Regions from separate parts of the Sus scrofa genome. Here all the other regions are linked to region 4. Evidence: chromatin contacts called from public Hi-C and targeted proximity ligation data. All regions are on one chromosome and are shown on one strand. The core of a region is the stretch at or near the end of the contact, and the rest is flanking DNA. Distances in the headings are between cores, read along the strand shown.

What was found. A called contact is a pair of places that touch in the nucleus more often than the background predicts.
Region 1: a Hi-C map of epiblast stem cells shows a contact between it and region 4, with 4 times the contacts expected there. A contact is called at or near these places in 5 of 5 promoter capture datasets (fetal liver, fetal skeletal muscle, liver and 1 more), 29 of 47 Hi-C or Micro-C datasets (alveolar macrophages, blood, brain and 15 more) and 2 of 2 datasets of targeted methods (alveolar macrophages and skeletal muscle).
Region 2: a contact with region 4 is called in a targeted proximity ligation map of alveolar macrophages. A contact is called at or near these places in 7 of 47 Hi-C or Micro-C datasets (embryonic fibroblasts, heart right ventricle, liver and 3 more) and 2 of 2 datasets of targeted methods (alveolar macrophages and skeletal muscle).
Region 3: a targeted proximity ligation map of alveolar macrophages shows a contact between it and region 4. A contact is called at or near these places in 6 of 47 Hi-C or Micro-C datasets (alveolar macrophages, epiblast stem cells, heart right ventricle and 3 more) and 2 of 2 datasets of targeted methods (alveolar macrophages and skeletal muscle).
Region 5: a targeted proximity ligation map of alveolar macrophages shows a contact between it and region 4. A contact is called at or near these places in 25 of 47 Hi-C or Micro-C datasets (adipose tissue, alveolar macrophages, blood and 13 more) and 2 of 2 datasets of targeted methods (alveolar macrophages and skeletal muscle).

What each region holds. Positions count from the first base shown.
Region 1 is chr3:72,322,671-72,325,370 of Sscrofa11.1, reverse strand. ASPRV1 (retroviral-like aspartic protease 1) reads right to left here and starts at 1,413. Exons shown (of 13, transcript XR_002342602.1): 1 at 260-1,413.
Region 2 is chr3:72,359,779-72,362,545 of Sscrofa11.1, reverse strand. The region is part of intron 3 of ASPRV1 (retroviral-like aspartic protease 1); the gene reads right to left. Among named protein-coding and RNA genes, the nearest start is that of PCBP1, 19 kb to the left of the region's middle.
Region 3 is chr3:72,288,285-72,290,984 of Sscrofa11.1, reverse strand. C3H2orf42 (chromosome 3 open reading frame, human C2orf42) reads right to left here and starts at 1,401. Exons shown (of 10, transcript NM_001243818.1): 1 at 1,349-1,401.
Region 4 is chr3:72,544,045-72,546,744 of Sscrofa11.1, reverse strand. MXD1 (max dimerization protein 1) reads left to right here and starts at 1,443. Exons shown (of 7, transcript XR_002342619.1): 1 at 1,443-1,763; 2 at 2,497-2,596.
Region 5 is chr3:72,398,808-72,401,507 of Sscrofa11.1, reverse strand. All of the region lies in intron 5 of ASPRV1 (retroviral-like aspartic protease 1), which reads right to left. Among named protein-coding and RNA genes, the nearest start is that of PCBP1, 20 kb to the right of the region's middle.

The sequences.
Region 1 (2,700 bases), core at 164-2,663, 220 kb after region 4:
GGACGCAGCTGCTCCCTCCCCGCCAAGCCGCGCTTTCTGAAGCTCCGGGTGCGGCCTGGGCCCCACGTGCCCGCTGCTCCCGCGGACCCGCGGGTCGGAGTCCAAGCTCCGTCGGCCCGAACCAGGAAGTCGGTGCCCGGCCTCCCAGCGGGTCTGAAGGCGGCTAGGTTACGCCTGGGCGACCTAGCCGGCTAACGACCTCAGGAGTCTCGCGCTGGGCCGCCGGAACCCCTCCTCTCCGAGCCCGCCCCGTCAGCACCTTTCCCGCAGCTCGGCCCGCCGCCCTGGCCCGCCCGGGCCCCACAGCGGGTCACGAGGCAGCGCCGGAGAGTCGGCAGTAGGCGCGGCCCCGTCAGCCCCAGCGGAGCCTGCGCTCGGCGCCACCCCCACGCCGCGCGCCACGTCCCCAACCCCCCCGCCCCCGCGTGCCACGCGGGGAACCCCGGTGACGTCACCGCCCTCCTGTTCTCGCCTTCCCGCGCTCTCCAGAAAAGACGCGAAGGTGGTGACGTGTCCGGGAATTCAATGCGCCTGCGCAGGAGGCGTCAGCCACACAACGTCCTGCAGCGCCGCCTGGTGGAAGAAAAGCCCAAACCGGCCGGAAGCGTCGACGCGGGCGAGAGGAGAACGTGACTGACGTCAGCTCTTGGAGCCGAGGGGGCGACCGCCGCGTGACCGGCCCTCGCTCTGCGCGCCTGCGCATCTTTATCGTCTCCTTTTAAGCACAGGGTGGAAACTTGATTATTTCGCTCCTTGTTTTAAGATTGTAACCTTTCCTTGTATCGAATGGGTTAAATTGGTCTTTAAAGGAAAAACAAAGTGGGGGGGGAAGAAAATATATGAAGAAAAGGAATAGCAATACTCTTCATATTTACTTCCAGCCTTTTTTTTTTTTTACTTAAATCAAAATTGAGATTTGCTGTGGTTTTAAGCCCAAAGTTCTTAGGGAGGTACAAAAAGCACCAAAGCTAAGTTAGAAAAACACGGTAGAAGAGAGAAGTGCAGAACAATAGGTGAAAGGATAATAGCTAGTATATAACAAGCGTTTCAGACAGTATCTTATTTACCCTGCATAATATCCAGCTGAGGAAACTGTGGCTCAGAGGGTTAAATAGCTTGTCTGAGATGGCTCTGCTGCTATCCACTCTGGTAAGTGGGTAGCAGAGTGTGTTGACGGGTTGGGGCGTTGAACCCAGGGGTTAAAATCTGAACCGTAGGACGGTGGGCTGGGGAGAATGGCGAAAAACCTCAGGGAACATACATGGATGAAGACACTTTTTGTACTTCTGTATCGTGGGATTAGAACTAGTTCGTAGGAACGTGTTGGGTCAACTTGGCAGGAGCGCACCTTAAGCAGCTCACGCTATTACACTCCCTTGAAATGCATAGCTACTCTTAAGGGCCCCTAACTGCGGAGGTCACCGCCTGCAGCACTGCCCTCTCCCGTTAATAGTCGCGAAAGGTAGCGGTCAGCACCAGCACAGGTATTAGGTCCTGCAACCCAAAGTGCAGTCTGCAGTCCAGCAGCATTTCTTCCATCTTATAAACGCCATCCCAATCCCTTGGTGAAGCAGGTGGGATGGTAGAAAGATACGAAGGGAGTTTGCAGAGCTGGATGGTGGAAGGGCAGGCAGACAGGGAGCAGGGTACTTAAGGAGGTTTTAAAAGAGGATCATATAAGGAGTACCAAAAAATATCACAAGATGCAAAGGAAGAAAAGTAGGAAATCAATCTGAGAGACTAACAAAAGAAAGAACTAGGTTAAGGGGGTTAAGCAAGTCCAACTTGGGATAAGTCACCAAAAAAGTAGACACAAGTGCTGTTCTTTGTAGGTGACTTTTGTGTGTATTATGCTTGAGACAGTCCCTAATTCAAAGAACTGGAGGAAGGCAGCCCCTGCCCATTCCCCCATCTTCAGCAGATGGAGTAGGGTTTCTCTGGGTTCTTGTAATAGAGGGCAGATCAGGCAGTGACAAGAGTGCCCCTGGGATGACATACACAGGTTGTACTATATATGGCCAGGCCTCAGGGCTGGTGTGGATGCAAGTGTGTGCACATGTGGGTTGGAGGGAAGGGCAGGTTATTAGCAGACCAGATGTAACAGGAATCAGTGAAAGATGGAGTGAATTTTTGTGACTGGAAATGGCTTGGCCCAGAAAGTCACAGGGCTGATAGCATCTGGTACCTTGAGAAAGCCAGGTGGCAGGCTTATAAACCTTCACTTAGGTGGGTAGTTCTTGGGAGTCAGATTTTCTGGACTTTTGGGTGGCCTGTCATTCTTCCAAATAGTAGTAGCAAGCTGTTGAGATGATAGTTCTGGTAGAGGCAGGTGTGAATCGAAGTGTTCTAGGTATAGGAGTAATAAGTTGTCCTCATGATGCCCATTACGTTAGGGGCCCAGCCATGTTGCCTGGAGGAGTTAAGATGGATTCTCTCTCAGACCCATTAATACACTCAGTCTGAGGATGATCAGTCTGTGCAACAGAAAGTTGCGTAGACATGAAGGGTTTTGTGCTGCTCACACTAGAATACAAAGTGGCTGCAGCATGGAAAGGCAGTAGCTGGGCAGTCCCCAGAAGTGTAAGATTCCAACAATTAATGGAGGAGATATGCAGGGGATGATACAGATGAGTGTGTATATGGGTGGGTACAGAGTTTGAAGAGCACTAGGACCACTCTACTCTGATAGCATGGGTAGAG
Region 2 (2,767 bases), core at 211-2,710, 180 kb after region 4:
TTCTAATCAAATGCAGAACTCCTGGCTAAGCCTAGACAGCCCTCCTAGAACTTCAGGCAGCCACCTCCTACTCCTACCTATGAGATTGGGTATCAGGATGGAAACTTTTTGTCATTCTCTAGACTAATCCTTCCTCTTTCCCACTGATGCAAGAAGACTTTATTAGAAAATACATTTTTGGGAGTTCCCATCATGGCTCAGTGGTTAACAAATCTGACTAGGAACCATGAGGTTGCGGGTTTGATCCCTGGCCTCACTCAGTGGGTTAAGGATCCGGCATTGCAGTGAGCTGTGGTGTAGGTCAAAGATGCGCAGCTTGGATCTGGCGTTGCTGTGGCTGTGGCGTAGGCCGGCAGCTACAGTTCTGATTAGACCCCTAGCCTGGGAACCCCCATATGCCGTGGGTGCAGCCCTAGAAAAGACAAAAAAAAAAAGAAAAAAAGAAAATACATTTTTGGGGAGTTCCATTGAGACTCAGCAGTAACACACCTGACTAGTATCCATGAGGACTTGGGTTTGATCCCCGACCTTGCTCAGTGGGTTAAGGATCCCCGACCCTGTGAGCTAGGGTATAGGTCGCAGATTTGGCTCAGGTTCCAAGTTGCCATGGCTGTAGTGTAGGCCAGCAGCTACAGCTCCAATTTGACCCCAACCTTGGAACTTCCATGTCCCTCAGGTGCAACACTAAAAAGACCAAAAAAATGCATCAGGCATTTTAAAAGCTGCCCTGGAGTTCCCACTGTGGTTCAATGGGTAAAGAATCCAACTGCAGCAGCTTGAGTTGCTGCAGAGGGGCGGGTTTGATCCCCGGCCTGCCGCAGTAGGTTAAGGATTCAGTGTTGTCACAGCTGCAACTCAAATTCAATCCCTCGCTTGGGAACTTTCATATGCCACAAGTGCAACCATTAAAAAAAAATTAAAAAGCTGCCCCGGCGATTCTAATGTGCAATCACAGTTGAAAATTGCTGGGGTCAAAAAGTACATTTGTGCATATGGAGACTCTAAAAGGTGGGGCGGGGGGGAGGTGCAGTCAAGAAGAGGCCCAGCTGCCCTGGCGGAAGGGGTGGAATCCTGGGGGGCTGTAGGTATCCCTCCGGTCACAAGAGGAGAGATTCCTGCCTTGTTCTGCCCTTTGGTCAGGATCTGAATTCCTCTCCAACTTCCTGACTTAAACCACAGAGAGTTTCCCAGACAGAGAGACCGAGGGACCCCCGGAATGGCCATGGACGGCCAGGTTCAGGAATATGATAGTAATTATGGCAAACAATACAATTTCCTGCTTAAGAACCAAGCCCCCGGCCTGGTTCACTGCCTGTGCAGGTGCAGGAATGTGTGTGTGTGTGTGTGTGTGTGTTTCAGACTGCCTATTCAACTGAAAAACAAAAGTGGCTCTGAGACTGGAAGGGAGGCTGAACAAGTGACCAGGATGACTCATGCTGCTTGGCTGCAAAGGCCAGTAGGCTGCCCTCCCCACCCCCAGTGGGGCGGGACCTGGGCGGGAAGAGCAGCAGGTACAAGCGGCTCCTGTGAACTTCCCACCTGCCTCTGGATAGGCTGCCTTTTGGGTCAAACAAATATTTTTGTAAAAATTAAGGCAGAAAATGTAACTTTCCACTTACAGCCACAATTTTCTGGTGTTAAGTAGACAAGCTAAAACAAGGATGAAACCACAGGATCTCGCACAAGAATCCAGGTTTACAGTATTAGCCCCTGAATTGTGACATTTTTCAAAACAGGCTCAAGTTGGAACAAGAGAAGGGCTGCAGGTGTGGATGCCTCTGTGAGGAGGGGTCAGGAGGTAGGCACAGACCAGAAGAGTACATTTAATGGACACTTTCAACATGCAGGTTTGGGGACATGAAGGAGACATTGAACCTGTCTGTGCTGCCCAACATATAGCCACTGGCCACATATGGCTGGTGAGCACAGGAAATGTGGCTCCTCTGAATTAGAGATCAAATGCACAGCAGATTTGAAAGACATAGTACAAGGAAAAAAGTATAAAATAGATCATTAATAATTTATTAATATTTTATACTGACCCCAAGTTGAACTAATATTTGAATATATTAACTTTTTTATTAAAATTAACTTCACCTGTTTTATTTTACTTTTTAAGAAATTTATTTATTTATTTATTTATTTAGGGCCACATCTGTGGCAATATGGAGGTCCCTAGGCTAGGGGTCAAATCGGAGCTGCAGCTGCCAGCCTATGCCACAGCCACAGCAACTCAGGATCTGATCTGTTTGTAACCTACGCCACAGCTCACAACAATGCCAAATACTTAACCCACTGAGCAAGGCCAGGAATCAAACCCAAATCCTCATGGATTCTAGTCGGATTCGTTACCCCTGAGCCACAACAGGAACTCCTCATTTTACTTTTTAAAATGTAGCTTATTAAAAAAATTAAAATCACATCTGTGTCTTCCATGATATTTCTGTTGGACAATGCTGTCTACCCTATGCCCTTCATCCAATTTACTTTTTTTTTGGCTGCATCCGTGGAATGTGGAAGTTCCCAGGCCAGGGATCAAACCTGCACCACAGCTGCAACCAGAGCTACGGCAGTGACAACACCAGATTCCTAACCTGCTGTGCCATGAGGGAACTCCCCCAATGAACTTTTATTGGACACCTACTTTGCCCAAGGAAGTGTGAAAGTACAAAGCCACATAATGCTAATAATGACTCCAGTTTTGACAAGGCTGACTACTTGCCAGGCACTTTGCACTGATTTAGTAACTTGCCCTAGTTAAGAAAAT
Region 3 (2,700 bases), core at 152-2,651, 260 kb after region 4:
GGGATGGAACCGGAGTCCTCATGAATACTAGTCGGGTTCGTTAACCACTGAGCCACGATGGGAACGCCACTGTTTTGATTTCTAAGTCTACAGCTATGACATATGGAAGTTTCCAGGCCAGGGGTCGAAAACTAGAGCTGCAGCTGCCAGCTTACTCCACAGCCACGTCTTCAACCTGTGCCACAGCTTACGGCAATGCCAGATCCTTAACCCAATGAGCAAGGCCAGGGATCAAACCCCCATCCTCATATACTTATAGGGTTCTAAAATCATTCTCAATCTGATTCAGAATCTGTTGTCTCAGAAGAAGTGACTGGGGACTTGAAAAATACAAAGTGGGAGGGAGATGTACAATTCGCTGTTTTGTACTATCTGAATTTTAAACCGTTACTAGTATTACTTGTTAGATTCTATGCTGAAAGCATATATAAACAAGTAACACAACTTGTAAACAACCTATATTTGAATCCTGCCTAAGAAAGGGTCTCCTCTTCCCCAGCAAGTTTACTAAACAGCCTCCTCAATCAGATGGCGTTAAAGGGACTGGGGCTGGAAGAGCTACCCCACGAACATTCCTTGAACTACTGGGTTTTCAGCCCGTTACTCTTTGCAGGGCTATACAGTTTGGTGAATGCTGTTTAATGCTTGTGAAGCACAGTAAGTGAAGAGAATAAAGGGTCACCTTGAATAAGACATAAACTTGCTAATGTTTACTGAGTACAAGTAAGCCCTTCCCATGCATTTACTCATGTATTGCTATGTATTGCTCACCACGATCCTGTGAAGTAGGTACTATTTTACCCATCTTGGAGATGAAGAAGTTGGCTCAGAGAAAGTAGTGATTTGATTAACATCCCTCAGCCAGTCTCCAGATAACTTAACGTGAGTTTGCAATCTGGATTCCTTGTCAAACCACAAGTGAGAGGAAAGGGCAGGACCATAAGCCAGGACTCTCAATTCCAGGTCCGGGGTGCTTCCATTTGCCCTGCGATGCCTCAGGATAATGGAGAAAGGCCACCGGGGCTAAGCCGACCACAGCCCAGTCACGCGGCCTGCAGGACGATCACCTCCCACCTGGCTTCCGGGACCGCCTGCCCCTTGACGCACTACCCGGGACCAGCTTCCCGGCAGCCTCCCCGCGCGACCGCTTACTTCCGGTCCTAAGTAGGCCCGAGCAGAAGCATCACCTGGCCGGTACCCTGCCCTCGGGACACGCTATGCGCCGGGACTCCCGGCTCTACGTCCTTGTCCCATAGCCGCACCCCCCTTCTTTTAGCACAGCCCCCCTTACCTGCCCTGCGCAACCCACCCCGCGGCCCTAGGCCCCCACGCTGATGACCGCCCTCACCTCCTCTCTCTTCTCCTGCCGCGTCCTTTTACAAACGCGGCCAAACTGTTCGCTGTAACGACAGTCGCTATTGGTCAGAGCCGCCCACGCGCGGCTAGAGCACGCCTACCTGGGCTCGCGTTGTCTGACGGGAGTTGTAGTTTCCTCCTTTTGGAGCCAGCTGACTATTGCTGCGGAATCCGATGGTGGAATCTACGCTGACCTGACGACTGTACAGTTTAGGTTCTTTGCTGTGCCTAGAGTGCTTCTGGCCGACCCTGCTGGTGCTGGAAGCCCAGAGCTCTAGGATTAGTCGTCACTGTTTTAGGCCTGAGCGAGTCCTAAGTCTGAGTAGAATTCCATTGACCATTGATGAAAAAAATCTCCTTAGATTTTCTGCATTATTAGCAGATGTCAGATGCGAGCGATTTAGTGTTCTGTCAAGGGAGTCTTGTTCACCAAAGAATTCGTTGTTTCTATCACTTGTGTGTTTGCATCAGGTCATCTTTTTCTCCCTTAATTACACTCTGACATATTACTTGAATGTTTCCCTTATAATGAGTTGTTATTGGCTTCTGGTGTGACCTAGTTTTGATTATTGGAATCACACAGAATAAATCTGAATACTCTTTGTTGACAATAGTTCATGAGTTAAAATGTGTCAAGGGTGAGGCCTGTGTGTGGGAAAACTCTGGAATGAGATTTCCTACACCTTTGGCTTTCATACTGCTCCTTATTAGTGATGGCACTGTGGACTGGGTGGCTGAGAACTGTCACATGAAATAGTATGAATAAATAAAAAGGTGAGAACTGTGGTTCAGTTGTATTCTGGGTTATAAGACTATAAGCCCAGAGACAGCCTCTCAGATAGTTCTGAGGAAGAGCTCCAAAAAGATATGGAGGGAGGTCATATATCTAAGAGAAGGAGTATGTGCAATCAAGCACACATCTTGTTAGAAGGTTGCTTCTGGTCACAGGACACAGCTATCTTAGCTAGTAATTTTAGTGCTCTTCTAAGTATGGGAAGATACAAAAAAATGGATTCATAAAATCTTCTTCTGAAAATATTTATCTGAAGTCCTGTTTTGCCAGTTTTCCCAGAGCAGAGAGTACCTCAATCCTAATCTGCAAACTGAAAGTCTGTGACTGCAGTGGATAATGACTTTAACCTTGTGGAACCAGATGGTGAGTGACATTCTTTAGTTAGCAGAACCTTAGTCTTCTCAACTATTAATAAGACAAATGGACTTTTCCAAGATTAAGGTTTGTTATGTTGTTTCTTAAACTGGAGGTAGGGGGAGGTGGGCACATTTTTTCCAGGAAATTTTTCCAATTTTGCTTATTTCAATTTATAAGGTTTTTTTTTTTTCTTT
Region 4 (2,700 bases), core at 194-2,693:
CAGATCTAGGTTCAGTTTCCATTTCTGGCTGAATGAATGTCTAGGAAACTCATTTAGCGTCTCCGGGCTTCAGTTTCCTCATATGCAAAATGTAGGTAATTAACCTATCTAATGGGATTATATTAAGGATTAGGATAATGTAGGTAATTTACCTCACACGTATAAGCTATTGTTTTCATATACTGACAACAATAAACTTTTTTTTAAAAGCTTTGTTAAATATGTTCATGCTTCACTCATTTCTACCTTCAGGATTCTCAATTTACCAACAGTTTTATTTCTGCTTTTTAAAATGGAGATATCTCAGGAATCGTCATAGGTTTAGGGAACAATTCTTCAAGTTTTTTATGTACATTTATATTGGTACCACCCCCAACACAAACACCGTTTATAGCCGTCTCGAAAAGGAAGTATTCTTTTGAACGTTTTCGTCTAGAAAAGGGAAGATATTTATGAAAGAATCTCAGGATTCCACGTCAACCTGCAGGTATAGGAAGTTTCCGAGCTTTTAAAACCCACTCGCGTGAGGAAGTAATTAGCAGCACCTGCGGCGAGGGTCGTGCCTTTGGAGAGGCCAGCGCTGCATGCAGCTGCCCCATTCCAGCACTTGAGAAGAGAAAAGGCTGGGCGGCGAGCATTTAACAGGAGACAGGCTTTTCCCCTCAAGCCCAACAGCCACGTGGCGCCTGGCAGAGTCTCAGGCCCACCGCCCTGTTCTCGGGCTGCGGGCCGCTCCCTTCAGGGGATTCTCTGCGGTGCCCTCAGCCGCCCAAGTCCCAGGACGTCTGGAACCTCTGGGTCGCTGTCGGCGGACCCAGGGACCCGGCCCCGAACCGGAGCGGGACACAGCGCCCAGGTGACGCTCGGCGCCACCTTCCACTTGAGGGTTGCCCAGCAGGTCCTCGAAACTTTTCCCCGGAGACAGGTCTCGGCAACAGGCGGAGCCGGGTGGAGCCGCGCCCCGGGGCAGCCGGTGAATCAGCGCGGCTTGCGGCGCCGGGGTCAGCCCTTCCAGCCAAAGCCAGATCCGGGGAGGAGTAGCCGGGCTGCTGACCACCACCCGTTCAGGGTTCGCTGGCCTGGGGAAAGGCGACGTCATCATAGCTGGGCGGTGTCGGAAGGCTCCCCCAATGGGAGACAGGCAAAGTGGCTTGCTTTCTGTACCTCTTGGCCAATACTAACAAAGCAGAAGGGGCCCCGGTTGTCAGTATAGAACCAATGGAAAACAGGGAAGGAGCACAAGGCGGAGTTGCGAGTCCTGTCACCAATTGGGAAGAGGGGGTGGAGCCCGGGCCTTGTCAAGCGTGACCAACCAACAAGAGGAGTGGACTCTGGGGGGCGGGGCCGTGATTCCCTCCCCCAATCGCACAAGGCCATGGGCGGGGCATTCTCTGGGGTGCCCAATGAGGAACGCAGCCGAAGCGGGCCTGTCAAGAGAAGGGGCTGGGGGCGGGGGGACGGTGAGTCGGGATAAACACTCCGCGGCGGTGGCGGCTGCTGCTCTTCTCTGGGTTCTGTCAGTGTCGGCGGTGCCCAGCTCACCGGTCCCCTCCCCCTTCTGGCGAGCGTGGTCGCAAGAGAGGCTCTCTCAACCCTGCTCTGCCGGGTCCTCAGTGGGGCGCGCGTGTCCGGCGGCGGCAAACCCGTGGGCAGTGGGGGTTGGTCCCGTGGCTCCGGCCCCCGGTGCAGAATGGCGGCGGCGGTTCGGATGAACATCCAGATGCTGCTGGAGGCGGCGGACTACTTGGAGCGGCGGGAGAGAGGTGCACGGGGACGTGAGGGGTCCGGCCAGAGCAGGGGCCGGGGGCTCTGAGAGGCCTGGCTGAGGGTCTGGGCGCCCGGCCGCTCCGGGGGTGGTTGGAGGAGCTGAGAGCGCGACCGCGAGCGCTCCCAACCCCTCCAGCTCTCCCCACGCGCGGTCCGAAAGGAGGCCGCCACTGCCCAGAGGCAATGAATGGGGGTGGAAAAGGGGCTGCTGTCCCCGGGGTCCTGAGCGTCGCCCCCTCCCCACCCCGTAGCGAGTGTGGTGCCTGGGGTTCCCTCAGCCAGGGCCGTCCCGGCCGGCCCTCAAGTGGACCTGGCTCCGGGTATCCCAGCCGGAGGGGCAGCGCCTCCCCTGTCCCCCATCCTCCTTTTCCGGCTCTGAGTCCCGGTGTTCACCCTGCCCCTTCGCCTGAGGCTGGTCCCACTTACTACACACCAACCTGCTGGACGCTGCCAATGGGAAACCCAGGCTCCATGGGACTTGCTGTGTCTTTCTCAACAATGAGCAGCTGGAATGCTCCTTCCACCTGCTCCGAACTGAGGGTATTCACACTCAATTTAAAAAGGCAATCATTGTTCTGAGAATTCCACCTTGTTCCGTTTTATTATTTCCACAATATTCTATTAATGAGAAATACATCAATTTCTCATTAAATAATCAATTTCTCAGGGAGGGGAGAGAGTATTGAACGTTCTGGGCTCATTCATTAACTGGATCCTCCGGTTTTCTAGAAGCTGAACATGGTTATGCCTCCATGTTACCATACAATAACAAGGACAGAGATGCCTTAAAACGGAGGAGCAAATCCAAGAAGAACAACAGCAGTAGCAGGTAATTTGGTAAATATTTCCCTTTCTCTTTTAGATTATACTGCGGATGATACAAATTGCAGAATGGAAGTGATAGCCCTGTAAATGAAGTGGTATTCAGGCTCA
Region 5 (2,700 bases), core at 53-2,552, 150 kb after region 4:
AACTGCTCTAAAAAATAACTCAATTTTGAAAAGTGAGTAAAAGAGGAAGCCTACAAATTGGGACATCCTTTGCTTCAGACATAAATTTTCTGTTTCTTCCACCCCCCAGTGGCCCTGATGTTCAGATCTTCTGGCTTGCCATCTGCCCATGCCCCCTAATTCCATGCTTTACCCTGAATCCTTGGCCCCAGGCCAAGTCTGGCCACTGATTCCCTAGACTGGGCCGGAACCCCAAGAGGAGAGGTCAAATACCAAATTTCTAAACAAATATAGGAGAATGAGTTTACATGCCAGCTTCAAGGAGAGGGATCAGGTGGCCTTGCTCGGCAGCAGCAATCTCAAAGGGGAAAAGGTATTTGAAAATCTAGAAGCAGTTCTGCAGGGCTGAGGGGACACCAAGGCAAAATCATGGGAAAGTGGTATGGGGTAAGCTGAAAAAGTAGCCAGTTCCACTTATAAAGATTCCAAGCAAAGTGCCATAATATGACAGAGGCCACCTGTACAGCAAAAGGTAGAAGGGAAGCTGCATTCTGTGAATGGGTTGGGGACATAGTAGGCGGTTGTCTAGGGGTATCTAGAGGAGTCACTCCACATTGAAGCAGCAATTCCAGGAGGCACAGCGTAACAGTTCAGAAACTTTCTGGAGCAGGAGGTCCCTGGTGGCCTAGCAGTTAAGGACTCAGCATTGTCACTGCTGCGGTTTGATTCCTTGCCCAAGAACTTCCGAATGCTATGGATATAGCCAAAAAAAGAGAGAGAGAGAGAGGAATTCCCAGTGTGGCACAACAGGATCGGCAGCATCTTGGGAGCACTGGTTCAATCCCTGGCCGGGCACAGTGAGTTAAGGATCTGGCGTTGCCACAGCTGTGGCTTAGGTCACAACTATAGCTTGCATCTGATCCCTGGTCCAGGAACTCCAGAAGCCCTGGGGCAGCAAAAAAAAAAAAAAAAAAAAAAAAAGGAAAAAATAATAATAATAAAGGGAAAAATTAAAAAAAAAAAAAAGAAACTTTCTGGAGCAGCAGAAAGCCAAGGACATGGTTATTCCTGAAAAAAAAAAAAGGTTCTACAAATGAAAAGACACTCAAATAAAGCCCTTCCTTTTTCAGTAAACCAAAGGCAAAGATCATGGTAGATCTCTAATGACTATGTTCTTTCAACTTTCTGGGGATGAAAGACAAGGTATTTGGTCTACATGTTTTCCTGGTCACCCAAAGAGATGATACCGCCTAGGTCTTACCCAATAGATGATTCACCATCAATTAGTCTATATCAGAGCCTGCTACGCCTCACACCTCACAAAGTCACATACCAGACAGCTCTGGAAAGAAAACAATCCAGTGTGAGCTGTCAAAGTCCTCTCAGTATCTGACCTCACCCTCTGGGGTAGGTTTCATTTCAAAACTGAAAGGGAGTGAAGGGCCGGGGAAATCCAAAGATCAACAGGGCCAGGAACAAGTGGTTCCCAGCAGAAAAGGGTCCCAAGGTGGAACTCAAAACAGAAACCAGACCACTGATAAGACAGTTTACGATGTCTGTCTCCAAGCCTTCAGATGCCATTTATATGTTTTCCAATATTTACAACAGGGCATGACCATGCTTATCCAACTTCTGCCAACTAAACAGCTAATTCTCCAAGTGTTCAATCAACGTCCTGGCTTTATTAAGTTTTAGAGCTTTGGGGTACCTCCAAAAACTGGGATACCAGGGGGGACTTCTGAATCTTATAGTCCTTCATATGGGCCATATTTTAATTGTAATGAATTCTATCACTTCTTCCTTCTTCATTTCCTCATGAATCCTTAGCAAAGTCTCACTAAAAAACTTCCAAATAGTTCATGACAGCTTTCTCACTAGACCAATATACAACGAAAGTGCATCTCATCAAAGGAGTCAGGTTATTTGCTTAACATTCATTTAAACTACATAAATGATCCTTAGGCAAGTCACATAAACTTTCTGGGCTCAGTTTCTTCATCTGTAAAGGAGGCTGGAAACAGACAGAGGGAAAGCAAAAAATCTTCCTTGAATTAAGTAAAAAGACTTAAGTTTTAAGTCTAAAAGGTTCCTCAAAGAGTAAGCAGAGTTATTATTGAAAAAAAAAATGCCTAAGCATATCATGATGAAACAGCATGAAGAAAAAAATTTACAAACTTTCAAAGAGAAAATATTACTACTTACAAAGGAAAAAGACTCCTATTGGCATTGGAGGTTTCACCTGTATCACTAGAAACTTAAGACAGAAGAAAGTAGCATACTCTGCAGAGACTAGCACTGCTATCAAGAATCCTAAACTCAGCCAAGACATCATTCATACACGAAGATACACATACAAATGCACACACACAAATAAATAATAAATAAGCAGACCTTGAAAGTACCATTCATGCCCCTTTTCTAAGAAAAATCAAAGTGTCCTAGCCAAATTAATATTTTAAAACTGGAACAAAGCTGAGAAAGAGCTATGGAAAACAGCCACTATAAAATACACAAGACCTATTTCCCCTCCACCCCCCAAAACACTTCTAATGAAACTGTACAGGTGACTTGTGATAGCACTTCCAAGTATAAACAAAAACTGTCCTATACATAACCCTCCCTGGCAGTCTGGGTTTGCGAGTTGTTCATCACCTAGTGGCGGAATGAAGTAAATGCAGTTTCATCAAGAGTTCAGATAAATTTCCAGCCATTTTGTGATTT